2 separate regions of the Triticum aestivum genome follow, and region 1 is linked to region 2. A link is a contact called in public Hi-C data. All regions are on one chromosome and are shown on one strand. The core of a region is the stretch at or near the end of the contact, and the rest is flanking DNA. Distances in the headings are between cores, read along the strand shown. Region 1 holds the start of LOC123065360 (60S ribosomal protein L28-1). Region 2 holds the start of LOC123180283 (vesicle transport v-SNARE 11).

Region 1 (6,673 bases), core at 2,906-5,405, 100 kb after region 2:
AAAAAACAGAGCAAAGAGCTACGGACCGGAGAACTTGTAGGAGTGGACATTGTAGAGGTTGTTGGGCTCCTTGCTGAACTGCACCTTGGCGTTGCTGTTGCCGAACTGCTTGATCAAGAAGCAGTTGTTCTTCTTCACCAGCTCCCAGACCAGAGACCCCGGAACGGTAGTCATTTCCCTTGGCCTACATCACCAAAACAACACCCAAACGTCAGTCAGATCATACAGCTAGCAACAAGCAACAGGAGACAATAATCCTACAGAATCAAGGCACCATTCGACCATTTGACGCAAAAATGGACGCTGATTTACAAGGGGAAACATGGGTTACAAAAAATATACCGCACAAGCATCAGTGAAGCTTGAGCGTCCCAACGACTACTGACAAGAGGAAATCATAGTGCGCGGTTCTAACGCGGGTTTGGATCTAGCCTAAGGACGAACCGCCTACGCAAAAGAGCTACTCCAAACACTTCCAGCGGAGATGCTGTAACAGCGGACGAGATCATGAACCGCGGAACCTAGAACCAGCAAGGGTTCGACGGGGTGATGCGGCGACGAATCTAAGCAGGCAGCGATTCGAGCACCTAGATCTGTACACGAGGGACGTGAGGGGAGAAAGAGATCCACCGCTTACCGGAGGTGAGGTCGCCGCGGCGCCGCCTTGGTCTGCTCCGGTGGGTTGGGGGTGGTGGTGGCTGCGGAAGGTTGGAACAGCCCGGAGCTCGGCGCTTTATACTCGGCGGCGGCTCATAAAACCCTAGGTTGGGTGCACGCTTTGTGTGGTCAGTTGGGCCGGAGGCCTCTAGCCCATTTTAGCTTTGAACCCAGTACACATCGGCCCGAACTAAATACTGGCCCATACACATCGCAATGCGATTGGCACAGCCCAAAACGAAGTGGAGCCATTCATGTAAGCTCGTCTTTCCAACTCAAAAAAAAAATGTAACATCGTCTTTCTTGACTAATAAAATGCAACCTCGTCTTCCATCCCTAAAAAAATGTAACCTCATCTTCCTCCCTTCAAAAAGAAAATAAAAATACAACGTCATCTTTTTCCCTACATCTTCTCCGTCAAACAGGGTCCCATCAAAAGAAAAAAAAAACAAGGGTCTCATGAAAGGCAACAAAGCAACTCTTTTTTTTTTCCCTCTACAACCTCTCTGTCAAAGTGGTTCCAGCACGTCAATCATAAGAGTGTATAAAAATGGGAGATTAACGACGAGACAATCACCAGCTGCTGCTACCTGCGGAGGAATAGGCAATGGCTATGGAAGGAGGACCAACGTCCACCAAGTTCATCGCCGCCGCCTAAACGGAACAGGGGTGGAGTCATGGTGCCAAGCATTCTTTGCCTTGGCCAGACAAATCAAGAACAAGTGACAATGGCACGCATTCGATCAAAAGGGTAACAACGGCCTTCCATGCATTCACTTTCTTACAACTTGGAATCACTGAAACAACAAGTCCATCTCATTGCACTATGGTAAAAATAGGTTCAGACACAATGATTATTTTGGCCGAGATCCGACTACATCCCAGAAGAGAGCCCCCTCGTCTGGGCACCAAAAACAGGCGGAACAAAATGTGTAGACAACATCAGCAGAGTGAAGAGACGTTGATCACTAAGCTTTCTTGCCAGTGACCCCTGCGACCACCTGAGGAAGTACCAAGAGAACAAAAGTTAAACCTTGTCTTAGTCGATAACGCTCACTCATACACGAACTCATCTCAGTAAATAAAAAGGCACAGTTTGGAGGAAAGACAGGGGTAATGATCCAATATTTCAGCCTGATTATTCAGAAGCATGAGAACCTGGAAATGGTCCGATGGACCATGACAAATCATGTGACTGACAACAAAAGGTGTGATGCAGGGTTTCAAAAGATACCCTGTGCAATTCAGCCAAATCTGTGAATCAGCTATTTAAGGCATGTCTGGAAAGCAGGATTTTCATGGGAAAGAGCTCAATTCCAACCAGAGGATTCCACATTTACAAAGGAGACCTTGGTACTCTTTTCCAGGAGTTTGTAACTCATTACAATACAAACTTTAATTTGTAAGTTTACTGACTCGCCAATATCTTGGTTAGTGCACAAAGAACATGATAAAACTGGGAAATGATAAATGGTGTGGCTAGAACATTTGAGAGGGCTAAGTGATAAAAGCGATTTTCATAATTATATGAAGTGGTAGCACACAGAAACGAATAAAAATTGTAGGGGATCAACATACATCTTTTAGTTCAACCGGGGTTTTGGCATTTTTCTCAGTCTCCCAAGAATCCAACATTGGCCTAACAACCGCTGGAAGAAATAGACCTGAAATTGCATATCATAGCATCAGATATGATCACATAAGCTATCACAGCCAAATCAGAAGATCTTACAAACCATGCACTAAATTTGCACTGTCAGAGAAACATGCAAACGGTTGGTTCATGACCTTAAAAGGCTACAACTGCCCACTGCTCAGAATGGTTATGCCCATCCAACAGCTATACTACACCACCAAAGCATGCAGTTTGATTAAACACTAGTTGTGGCACAACAGACGAAATGTTTTTGGTTTCGACAATTTATGCACTTAGTTTTTTGGTTGAAAAGTAGAATACAAAATAATTGCTGCCCACTGTTTGTGATGTTTCACACTAAATTTGACCACACTAGTTGTAAACAAAATGAATCCTATTGCAAAGGGGAAAAAAGAACAGACACATAGAGTATATGCAATAATGGCTGTCATGCGGTCATAAACACTTCAATGAAGGAGAAACTAAGCAAACACTTGGAAGAAAATGCAATTGATATTACCGTACACCTCCAACTAAGTTCCAGTAAAACCCTTCACTATGGTTGTTCAATTTAACACACAGATTGCTGGAAAAATTCTGCTTAAGATCAACTGACAAGTATAACTAAGGAAATCATGACATGGCTAAAATACAGAGGTAACTCACACTACTTCTGAACTTTGATGAATGAACAGCAATCATGAATGTCAAGAAGTATAGAGGATACAAATAATCAATGAAGTACATCGGGTGTACACTGATAGTAATATGGTCTAGGAAATAACATTGAATTCGAGACATTAAGCCAATCTTGTTTGCAGCTAGTCCAAATGTGTTTCATATCTTAAACAGTTAAAGACACAATCTGGTTTTCTTAAGCAGTAAACAAAGTTTAAGCTGTGAGAAAGTGTGATTCAGTTTCCAAGGAAATGAACGCACATGGTCTAGCTAAGTCAGCACCCAACGCTAGGTAGTCAGCTCGTATGTGCCAATCTGTAGTCACATTTCAGTTTCATGAATGGATAGGCATAACAACAGGCGGGCCTTGTGGCTGTAGCCTATAGGTACACAGGCATAAGGGTGATGGAGTAAATCTTTGGGGACATGTATTGGTAAATAAAAACAGAAAAGTGTAGCGCAACTCAGCACACGACTACGTTTTTGGCATTAACCCCGAGCAACCCTTATCAGCCCGCACCTGTTCTGACCAAATCTAGCAGGAAGAATACAGTCGAATCATCAATCAACAATACTTATATGACCACAAGAAATGCATACTAGTACTCTTCCTTTGGCTGGAATGGAATGGATGGGTAGCAATGGTTGAATCATTATACTGATGATAGGGGCAAATGTATGCAAGGTCTAAGGTGTATAGCTCATGAATCATGAGTCACGGATCGAGCGGCAAAACTGCGATGCAAGGTCTAAGGTGTATAGATCCAACAGAGTTTAGCAGGCGAAAACCACATGGAAGCGCTCAGGGCCCGCCCCATCCATCCATCCGTCCGTCCAACCGGAGGACCGATCCCCGTCCTGCGAAATCCTGGGGACCTGGCCGGGCGGGGGTGCTCAGGAGGAACGCACGCGAGGAGAAATGGAGGCTAGCGATGCGCGCGGGGGCGCGTACGGGTTGGTGGGCATAGGATGCTAGGGTTGGGGCGGGAGAGGGGGTACCGAATCCGGCGATGAGGCAGGAGGCGGCGACGACGGGCTCCTTGACGACGAAGATCTTGAGCCTGCCCATCACGCCCATGGCTGCTGCTGCTGCTCCGCGATCCCCTTTCCTTTCCTTGGTTCCTCGCCGTCGTCGCCGGACGCAGACACGGGTGGGTGGGTGGACTGGGCAGAATGGGAGAGGGAGGGGCTGAGTGAGAGAGAGATGCGTACCTCGTAGGCCCAACTTCCTTCCTTCCACCACCACCCGGGCCGCCCGCCCGCCCGCTGTAACAGCGAGAGGCCCAAAGCCCAACTTGGGTCGAACGGTGTGGTGGGTGGAGGCGCCTTCGACTGGAGGAGGCGTACTCTTGTCTCAAAAAAAAAGGAGGAGGCGTACTCGGGATTATTCCGTGCGCGCCGGCGAATATCCGCTCCCGCGACCGCGAGTGCGAATATTTGGGCGAGAAGATCCAGCGAATGTACCGTCCGCTTTCTCTCTCTGTCGCTGCTTTTGCCTTGCTTGCAGTGCACGCACGGCCACCCGCAGTCCTCTTCTTCGTCCGTCCCTGCCGCGCGTGCGCCCCTCTCCAAGCTCGTTTCATTCGCCCGTGCCCTCGCCGCCGGTCATCCCCGCGTCGCCGCCGATCACCGCTTCACCAGGTCAGCTTATCTGCTAGTAGCAGCTTGTTATCTCCGTGCCATGTCGTGTCCTGTCCTCTGCGACATGTCAAGCCAGTTCCGGCCTTTCAAGACTGCTGTTTTGGTTGGTGGGTCGTGTGTCTGGAGAGAACCTCGCATCGTCCTTAAGATTAGTTTGTGTCCTCGGCTAATCGGCTTTCCGCATCTCCCCGCAAAAAAAAAAAAAAAAAAAAAAAAAAATCGGCTTTCCGCATCTTGCCATCATTGTTCAGTTTGTTGAGAGACTCGAGCTACATCTTGACAGAATGGCTGGAAATGATAACCTGTTCAGTTATGAAGATTGAGAGCACTGATGTCGGAAGACGGCACTGACCTAAGGGAGCATTTGATGGCAGACACAGATTGATGAAGCAAGCAGGATGCAAAGAGAGTGTGCATGTATTTGTATCATCATCCTTCTAACCAGGACACCTTCATTCTGTCGCATGTATCATCAGCAGGAGCGGGGAAGGGGGCCTTTCGGCGCAACATTCGAGCTCGTATTGCATTGCACCAGGAAGAAAAAGGTCGCTGCTCTTTCGCTTGCTGAGGTAAGATCAAATCATCTTATCCGTGATTTCCTAAGGATTTATTTTACTTGCTCAAGCTTTTGAACATTCCTTTCCATCAATCCGCCCCTTCTTCAACTATGACGCCGTGCGTGTGTTCTTCAACCTGTGATTTTCATTTTCTTGTATATACCGGCTTCCAATTTGCCATTGCTCTAAAATGAGCGAGTCTACACTCTAAAATGCGTCTGTATACATCTTATATAGTTCGTATTGAAATCTCTAAAAAAATCTTATATTTAGAAATGGATGGAGTATGTGCCACTGTTGTATACGAGTACATCCGCAACTAACATTGCACAGGTAAGAAAATATTCACCTACCCCAGAAGGGTGCAGAGAAGTGAAGATCGAGTCGATTTATTCAAAGGGATGATCACAGCACAACAATGGAGTACACAACAACGCCGACATCAACAACGCAACGCAACATGCGGCCGTGTACATATTGGTCACAGCTTAATTACACTCATCACACAAGGTACATCCATTTGCTCTCTCCGAGCTACAGTAATAGTACAATGTATGGCAGCACATCTCAATCACCACGCCCTGCGACGCTTCTGCCCAGGTGCGCGCAATGCAGGTATAGCTCCTCTGTTCTTCAGTCTTGAAACGTTGTTTCTGCCGAGAGCAGAGGGCCTTTCTCAAGGGAGGAGGAAAAATAGGTTCAATTCTTGCGGAGATGCTACTCTAAATTCGTCTCATCTCCACAGATGGTATACGGAGGAGACATGAAATATGATCTCCTCGCCGGCTTCGGGGGTATAATTTACATGTCTTTTGTTTCTGCAAAATCAAACACACCAACTGCGGTAAGCGAATCTGCCAGGAATTAGGAAATACGACGACTTATGTATGTAGTGGAGGAAGAGTTTGTTTACCTTATGATGACTGGATCGCCACGACCCTCACGGGCTTCGTTACTCTTACAATGTTCCTCACATGCTCAAACGCCATCACTATCAGGCCTATGACATAAAGAAAGCTTAGTTGCAACTTTGCAAGTAGGTTATACGCTGCTACGGCAGCGTTGCCAGCTTCGCCTGTTCGTATCGTGAGGGTTACAGGCCTCGCAGAAATAAGGGCCCCGGTTTCTGGTTGTAAAGATCAGCGTAAGAGGTGTGCCTTCCAAAGCCTTCGAATGAATTTTGTGACCGTCAGCCGGTTAAGCATACCTGATGTGTTCTCCGGCTGGGACGACCACTCTTGAGGTGCCATCGCATACTTTGTGGCCTTTATCAGATCCATTAGGGCGTTGTTGACCTGTCATAGATTGATAATCACATCAGTTCCTTACTTTCTTATGCTCTACGGTCACTTGTAAAGATGAATGAGAGGAGAAATCAATGCTCATTATCACAATTGTGTTTCTTGTTTTTCTTTGGAACATGAATTTGACGACGACCTAGTTGTATCAGTATTTCATTCATATGCTTTATTGTAACTTCGTAAGGCTCTCTTTGGAACAAAAA
Region 2 (6,630 bases), core at 275-2,774:
TATACATCCGTATGTGATAGTCCATTTGGAATCTCTAAAAAGACAAATATTTAGGAATGGAGGGAGTAATAATTAAAGTGATAAGTAGGATGAACTGAATGTGCCTCTGTTATTTTGCCCATACTTTGCATGGTAACGCATAATACATCCAAGACTGTTAATTAACTGGAAATATGAATCGCTTATTGACAAAAGAGTCCAAATGTGCTTCTGATTTCAAGCACAGACTGGCTCTGTATTATCATAGCTATAAACTGATTATACAAAAGTCATGTATATAATTCTAAGTTTCTAACCATAACCAAAGCACTAGACTTGACAAGAGTGAAAACTTGAAATTACAGACCTAACTGAAGTTCAAGAAATAGTAGCAGTGCTCACTTCACGGATATCCATGCAAACCATTTAAAATCAGATATGGTACACTTCTTTAGACATCACAATACTGCACACAGTTCTAAATATCATGTTTCAAAGGTGTGCTTTGCACTGTAACCCATCCATATCACAATTCAAAGTCATATAGGGCCACACACTGATAAATTATTTTCTGATGGAACATACATACATACCACAGAAGCAGAATCTGTTAGAAGTACTACACCATTGTTGTCACAAGTGAGTACTTGCTAGAATATTAGATAGTGCGTGAGAGGCGCAATAAACATAATATTTGGCGTAAGGCGGAAACGTTAGGGATAGGGAGCTCACCCCGAGTGAATCCGGCATGCCGGAGTCGAGGAGCTCCTCCCGGGTGGCCTGTTGGGCATTAGGCGCCGAGACCCTCTTGATCTCGCTCTTGATGTTGTTGAGATCAGACTTGTACTGCCTCAGTTTAGACAGCAGCCCGGCCCTGACGGTCGGCGGCAGGCTCTGCGCCTCCGAATCCATCTTCCTGATCTGCATGCGGGAAGCCAGCCAAACAGAAACAGGGCGCATAATCAGACGACTGAGCTATTATAAGAATTAAGATGCACAATCTCTACATGAACTATGAGGAAAGTTTCCACACCACAGCTTAAAATTAATCACTGCAGACCAGTGTGGTAAAAAATTCTGCTCATAGAAAATTTAGTGCAGTCGTTTTTTTACCAGCGATCCCGACTCCTGCACGTGGGCCTGGATCTCGGACAGCTTCTGCTGCTTCTTCTCTGGTGAAGGGAACAGGCAGAGAAGAGGATCAGACCAAGGCATGGAAGCAACCGGAAACCTGGGGTTGTGCGCACGTACCGCCATCGAGGGCGGAGGCGGCGGCGCACTTGCGGGAGAGGGCCGCGGAGATCTCGCGGTACTGCCGCTCGTAGCCCTCGAAGACGTCGCTCATGGTAGCTAGCCGGTGAATCCGCGGTCGCAGGCAGTCGAGTCGGATCGATCGAGGAACGGGATTGGAGCTGAGGCGGTGGACCGGCGAGGGGGAGGGGCCGGGGGACGGCGGCGGGTCAGTTCAAGCAGGTGGGGTGCCGTGTCGAACCGGTGCACGGGGGACGGGAGCGCGGACGAGTGACCGACGTGGCTATCTGGGCCGGCCTAGCCCAGCCCACTCTTAAACGTATTGATTTGTTGGGCTAAAGAATTTGAGATGAGCTTCTTCTAGAAAAAGGGCAGTGCCACGCATCCGCCAGCAGATACTAAAAAAGATCTTCGGCCTAGCTGACCATTGGATGGACATGTTGATAGCCATCCGATCTACCCACATGCACAACCTCGCTTTTGCAACAGGAGAGGTGTTACAGAAAGGCCACCGCAACATGATGCTTGTTGCAGAAAAAAAAAATACGAACGAAGATCTTATTGCAGAAATTTTTCGCAAAAAGGTCTTGTTGCAGATTTTTTTTGCAACAGAGGCCTTGTTGCGGAAACTTTTTTGTTACACATAGCCCTTTTGCAACACAGCTCATGTTCCCGAAACACCACCGATGTCTCAGTAACATTATCCATGTTGCAGAAACACCGAATCGCCATTGTCAACTGTGTTCTGATGAGGTCTGGGCGGTTGGAGCAGCTAGGCAGCGCCGACGAAGTTCTATAGAGGTGACCCCTTCCTTTGAAGCACTCTGATGCAAGCAGCTGCTGCTCCAGTTGCAGCAGCGCACAGGCATGCTTTCCTGCAGCGGAGCGGCGGCGCTGGCTTGCTCTGCAGCAGCCGAATGACTCATGTAATAGTTTGCGCTCATAGTGTGGGGTTGGATCGAGAGAGGCCAGAGAGAGAAAGAAGTTGGGGGTCAAAATCAAAGGGAGAGGAAAGATATAGGATGGGGTTGCCGCTGAGAAATTTCTGGAAGAGATGATAGCATCGTGTAGAACTATAGATAAGGTTGGACGGGAGATGGAAAGGGTGGGCCAGGGACGCGTGGGGAGCGCACAAGGCGGTTGATTTCCAACGCATTCATCGGCTGGATGATTACAAGTGTTTTCCCTAAAAAAAGGAATTTGAGATGAGCTACCCTAGGGATTAATTTATTGCATTCATTCTCAGTTGTTTCTCTCACCTCCTGTGCCTCTCATGGTTCCTAAAATTTGGTAAGTTGTTATTGTTGGAAATATGCCCTAGAGGCAATAATAAATTGATTATTATTATATTTCCTTGTTCATGATAATCGTTTATTATCCATGCTAGAATTGTATTGATAGGAAACTCAGATACATGTGTGGATACATAGACAACACCATGTCCCTAGTAAGCCTCTAGTTGACTAGCTCATTAATCAATAGATGGTTACGGTTTCCTGACCATGGACATTGGATGTCGTTGATAACGGGATCACATCATTAGGAGAATGATGTGATGGACAAGACCCAATCCTAAGCCTAGCACAAGATCATGTAGTTCGTATGCTAAAGCTTTTCTAATGTCAAGTATCATTTCCTTAGACCATGAGATTGTGCAACTCCCGGATACCGTAGGAGTGCTTTGGGTGTGCCAAACGTCACAACGTAACTGGGTGGCTATAAAGGTACACTACGGGTATCTCTGAAAGTGTCTGTTGGGTTGGCACGAATCGAGACTGGGATTTGTCACTCCGTGTAAACGGAGAGGTATCTCTGGGCCCACTCGGTAGGACATCATCATAATGTGCACAATGTGACCAAGGGGTTGATCACAGGATGATGTGTTACGGAACGAGTAAAGAGACTTGCCGGTAACGAGATTGAACAAGGTATCGGTATACCGACGATCGAATCTCGGGCAAGTACCATACCGCTAGACAAAGGGAATTGTATACGGGATTGATTGAGTCCTTGACATCGTGGTTCATCCGATGAGATCATCGTGGAACATGTGGGAGCCAACATGGGTATCCAGATCCCGCTGTTGGTTATTGACCGGAGAACATCTCGGTCATGACTACATGTCTCCCGAACCCGTAGGGTCTACACACTTAAGGTTCGATGACGCTAGGGTTATAAAGGAAGTTTGTATGTGGTTACCGAATGTTGTTCGGAGTCCCGGATGAGATCCCGGACATCACGAGGAGTTCCGGAATGGTCCGGAGGTAAAGATTTATATATAGGAAGTCCTGTTTTGGCCATCGGGACAAGTTTCGGGGTCATCGGTATTGTACCGGGACCACCGGAAGGGTCCCGGGGGCCCACCGGGTGGGGCCACCTGCCCCGGGGGGCCACATGGGCTGTAGGGGGTGCGCCTTGGCCTACATGGGCCAAGGGCACCAGCCCCTAGAGCCCCATGCGCCAAGATATAGGAAAAAGGGGAGAGTCCTAAAAGGGGAAGGCACCTCCGAGGTGCCTTGGGGAGGATGGACTCCTTTCCCCCTCTTAGCCGCACCCCTTCCTTGGAGGAAGGGGCAAGGCTGCGCCTCCCCCCTCTCCCCTGCCCCTATATATAGTGGAGGGGAGGGAGGGCAACCATACCTGAGCCCTTGGCGCCTCCCTCCCTCCCGTGACACCTCCTCCTCTCCCGTAGGTGCTTGGCGAAGCCCTGCAGGATTGCCACGCTCCTCCATCACCACCACGCCGTTGTGCTGCTGCTGGATGGAGTCTTCCTCAACCTCTCCCTCTCTCCTTGCTGGATCAAGGCGTGGGAGACATCGTCGAGCTGTACGTGTGTTGAACGCGGAGGTGCCGTCCGTTCGGCACTAGGATCATCGGTGATCTGAATCACGACGAGTACGACTCCATCAACCCCGTTGCTAGTCTCTCCATAGATAGATCTTGGTGACACGTAGGAAAATTTTGAATTTCTGCTACGTTCCCCAACAGTTATAGTAGATGGATCTCTTAGCTTTACTACAAAATCACCCTAGGCAAACTCCTAGCTTACAACATCATGGTCCCCTAAAAAAGCTTACAGCATCATGGAGGTGGGAAATTTCTAAATTGTGATCGTAAGCAGACCTCTTACTTTTCAATAATATAAAACGGAGTCAGAAATCCTATTCTTGAGGAAAATAACGCTCAATGGTTTTGGTCCACGGCTTAAAAGGTTTATTTTCTTATTTACTTTTCACAAACCACATGCCTCTCGAGAGTATCGATGGGGCCAACCATTGTCATCACATTTTGGGAGAAGTTGAGATTGCACTAGGTGCGAGAAGTGAAACAAATGAGAGCCATCCGCCGCTTGAGAATAATAGGAAAAAATAGCCCAACTATGAAGAGACTAGGTTTCATGGGTTGTGAGGCAGACCGTTGTAAGAAAGAGTTAGGGGTTGTCTCTTAATATGACACTAGAGAACACACTACAACTCGTGCAATAGGCGTGCCTCGTGAGCCTCTCTCCTTCCCAATCCTCCTTGCTACTTCTTTCTTCACCCTTCCCTCTTCTTCCTTTCTTCTTCAACCCATCTCATTTGTGCATAGGCACGGATGCTCTTCAACACATACAACAGTTGACATCTCCTAGGTCCACCATCCTATCTTGCTTCACTTGTCACTTGCTTCTTCCTCTCGCGTCACTGCTCCTCCTCCAACTGATCGGATAACTCTTTCTCCCCCTCATACTTCTCTGCTTATTTCATCTCTTTCCCTCCACACATGTCACCCCCTTCCACTTCCTCCTCATCCCAACCAGAGAGTAGGGAGTCTAGCTAAAACAATCTTGTGATGTCAATATATTTTCTCTTTTATTTTTTTGCAACAAATTTCTTACCCCCCTCGTCATAATGACTTTCTCTCCACCGTCGTTGTTAAGACGAAGACAACTTTGTTCGGGAGGTGATTCAACTATGGGATTTCCCGATCTACACAAGGCTTCTATGACAGTTGTCTTCTTCTCTAAGGCGTTGGTACAGCTGGCCTTATCACGACGACTTTCCGATCGCAAGAGACAATGCCAAGCTGTTCGGCAGTGGCGACCACTGGAGATTGAGTTTATCTATCTCCTCTTCGCAAGAAGTAGTTTTCCTCCTATTTTTAGGTGTAGAAATAATTTTTCCTTTTTTCTGAGAAACTAGAAATAGTTTTTTTGAGGGGGGGGGGATATTTTTCCTTTTTTGAGGGGCATACATAGTCATTCCTTTTTCTTAGGCAAAGAAACAGTTTTTCCTAGAAGAGATTTTTTTAAAACAGATTTTTTTTTTTGAAACAGAGCAGCATGCCCTTTGCCAGAGCTAGGCCCAGCCCACGGCTCGTTGGCGGCATCAACCGCGTGTGTGGAGCGGAGCAAAAACACTGCAGACCAGCCAGCCAGCGGTGCGGGGGAGCGGGACGGCGACGGGCCTGGCCGATCCGGACCCTCCATCCCCGCACCGACGGCCGGGGGCGCCCCGGATCCGGTTTTGGTGTGCCCGAGGGATCCAGAAGTGGGTGAGGTAGAGCGCATATAAAACAGGGGGAGCCTTCTTCTTCCTCCTCTCGCTGGCTTTGCCTTGTAGAGGGGAAGAACAATCCCGTAGAGGAGGCACACAAAAGCTGTTCCGAATTCTCCGATTAATCCCACTGCTCGTCCCAGCCTGAGATCAATCCGCACTTCCGGCCCGGCGTCTCGAGGGGGAGGGGAGGAGCGAGGGAATTCGGCTGCGGATTGGATTGGAGCACTAAGAAAGGCGGCGATCTTTCATAGGTACTGGCCCATCCCGTCTGATCATCTGCGGTTCTTTCCTTGCCCATTTGTATGCCCCGGGGCGGTTTCTGTGGGGAAAGTGGACTCGGACGGTTTGCGCTCCGGTGAAGCTTTTGGTTGGATTTTTTTTCTGTGATTTCTCTCTGAGTTTTAGTTTTTGATTTGGTTGGATTCTTGGTTTCCTTGGTTCGGTGGTTTGATCTGAAAGATCCAGTTCCCTCTCTCTCTTCTCCGGGGATTTCCTGAATTCTACTTTTGTTGGATGTCCTCCGTGCTGTGATTCGTCCGGTTCCCCTGCGTTTCCTGGTCCGGGTGAACTGAGGGGTAATCTGCAGCGGATGATTTGAATCGAGCTCGGGTGAAGTAGCAATCGGTTATCTGGATCAAATCCGCGGAGCCGCATTACGGCATGGGCCGCGTCGAGTTGCGCGCCTGCGATTGAGCATAATCTGGCCCGACTTGACCTGGGATTCGCGCGATTGGGAGGCAGTACTCGGCAAGGATCGGGCGATTTCGCCGACATAATTTCACCGCCTGTTCCGCAGGTTGTAGATGATTAGTACGTAGTATCATCCGTGCCATCTGGTGTTCTTCACACTAGTTCGATCGGC

Evidence for each region. Hi-C and Micro-C count contacts between places; a contact is called where the count stands out from the background.
Region 1: a contact with region 2 is called in a Hi-C map of leaf, with 2.5 times the contacts expected there. The contact joins the promoter of LOC123065360 here to the promoter of LOC123180283 in region 2. A contact is called at or near these places in 1 of 5 Hi-C or Micro-C datasets (leaf) and 1 of 1 datasets of contacts at active chromatin or transcription factors (leaf).

Annotation. Positions count from the first base shown.
Region 1 is chr1A:545,786,270-545,792,942 of IWGSC CS RefSeq v2.1, forward strand. It overlaps LOC123065360 (60S ribosomal protein L28-1), which reads right to left and starts at 4,156. Exons shown (of 5, transcript XM_044488673.1): 1 at 3,971-4,156; 2 at 638-698; 3 at 27-184. The coding sequence starts at 4,049. It overlaps LOC123065373 (a long non-coding RNA gene), which reads left to right and starts at 4,254. Exons shown (of 2, transcript XR_006431004.1): 1 at 4,254-4,612; 2 at 5,092-6,563. LOC123065328 (putative aminoacrylate hydrolase RutD) reads right to left here. Exons shown (of 10, transcript XM_044488658.1): 8 at 6,377-6,464; 9 at 6,083-6,169; 10 at 5,539-5,987. The coding sequence ends at 6,084.
Region 2 is chr1A:545,687,917-545,694,546 of IWGSC CS RefSeq v2.1, forward strand. LOC123180283 (vesicle transport v-SNARE 11) reads right to left here and starts at 1,525. Exons shown (of 5, transcript XM_044592278.1): 1 at 1,231-1,525; 2 at 1,093-1,151; 3 at 712-900. The coding sequence starts at 1,324. It overlaps LOC123065317, which reads left to right and starts at 5,624. Exons shown (of 5, transcript XM_044488647.1): 1 at 5,624-6,019.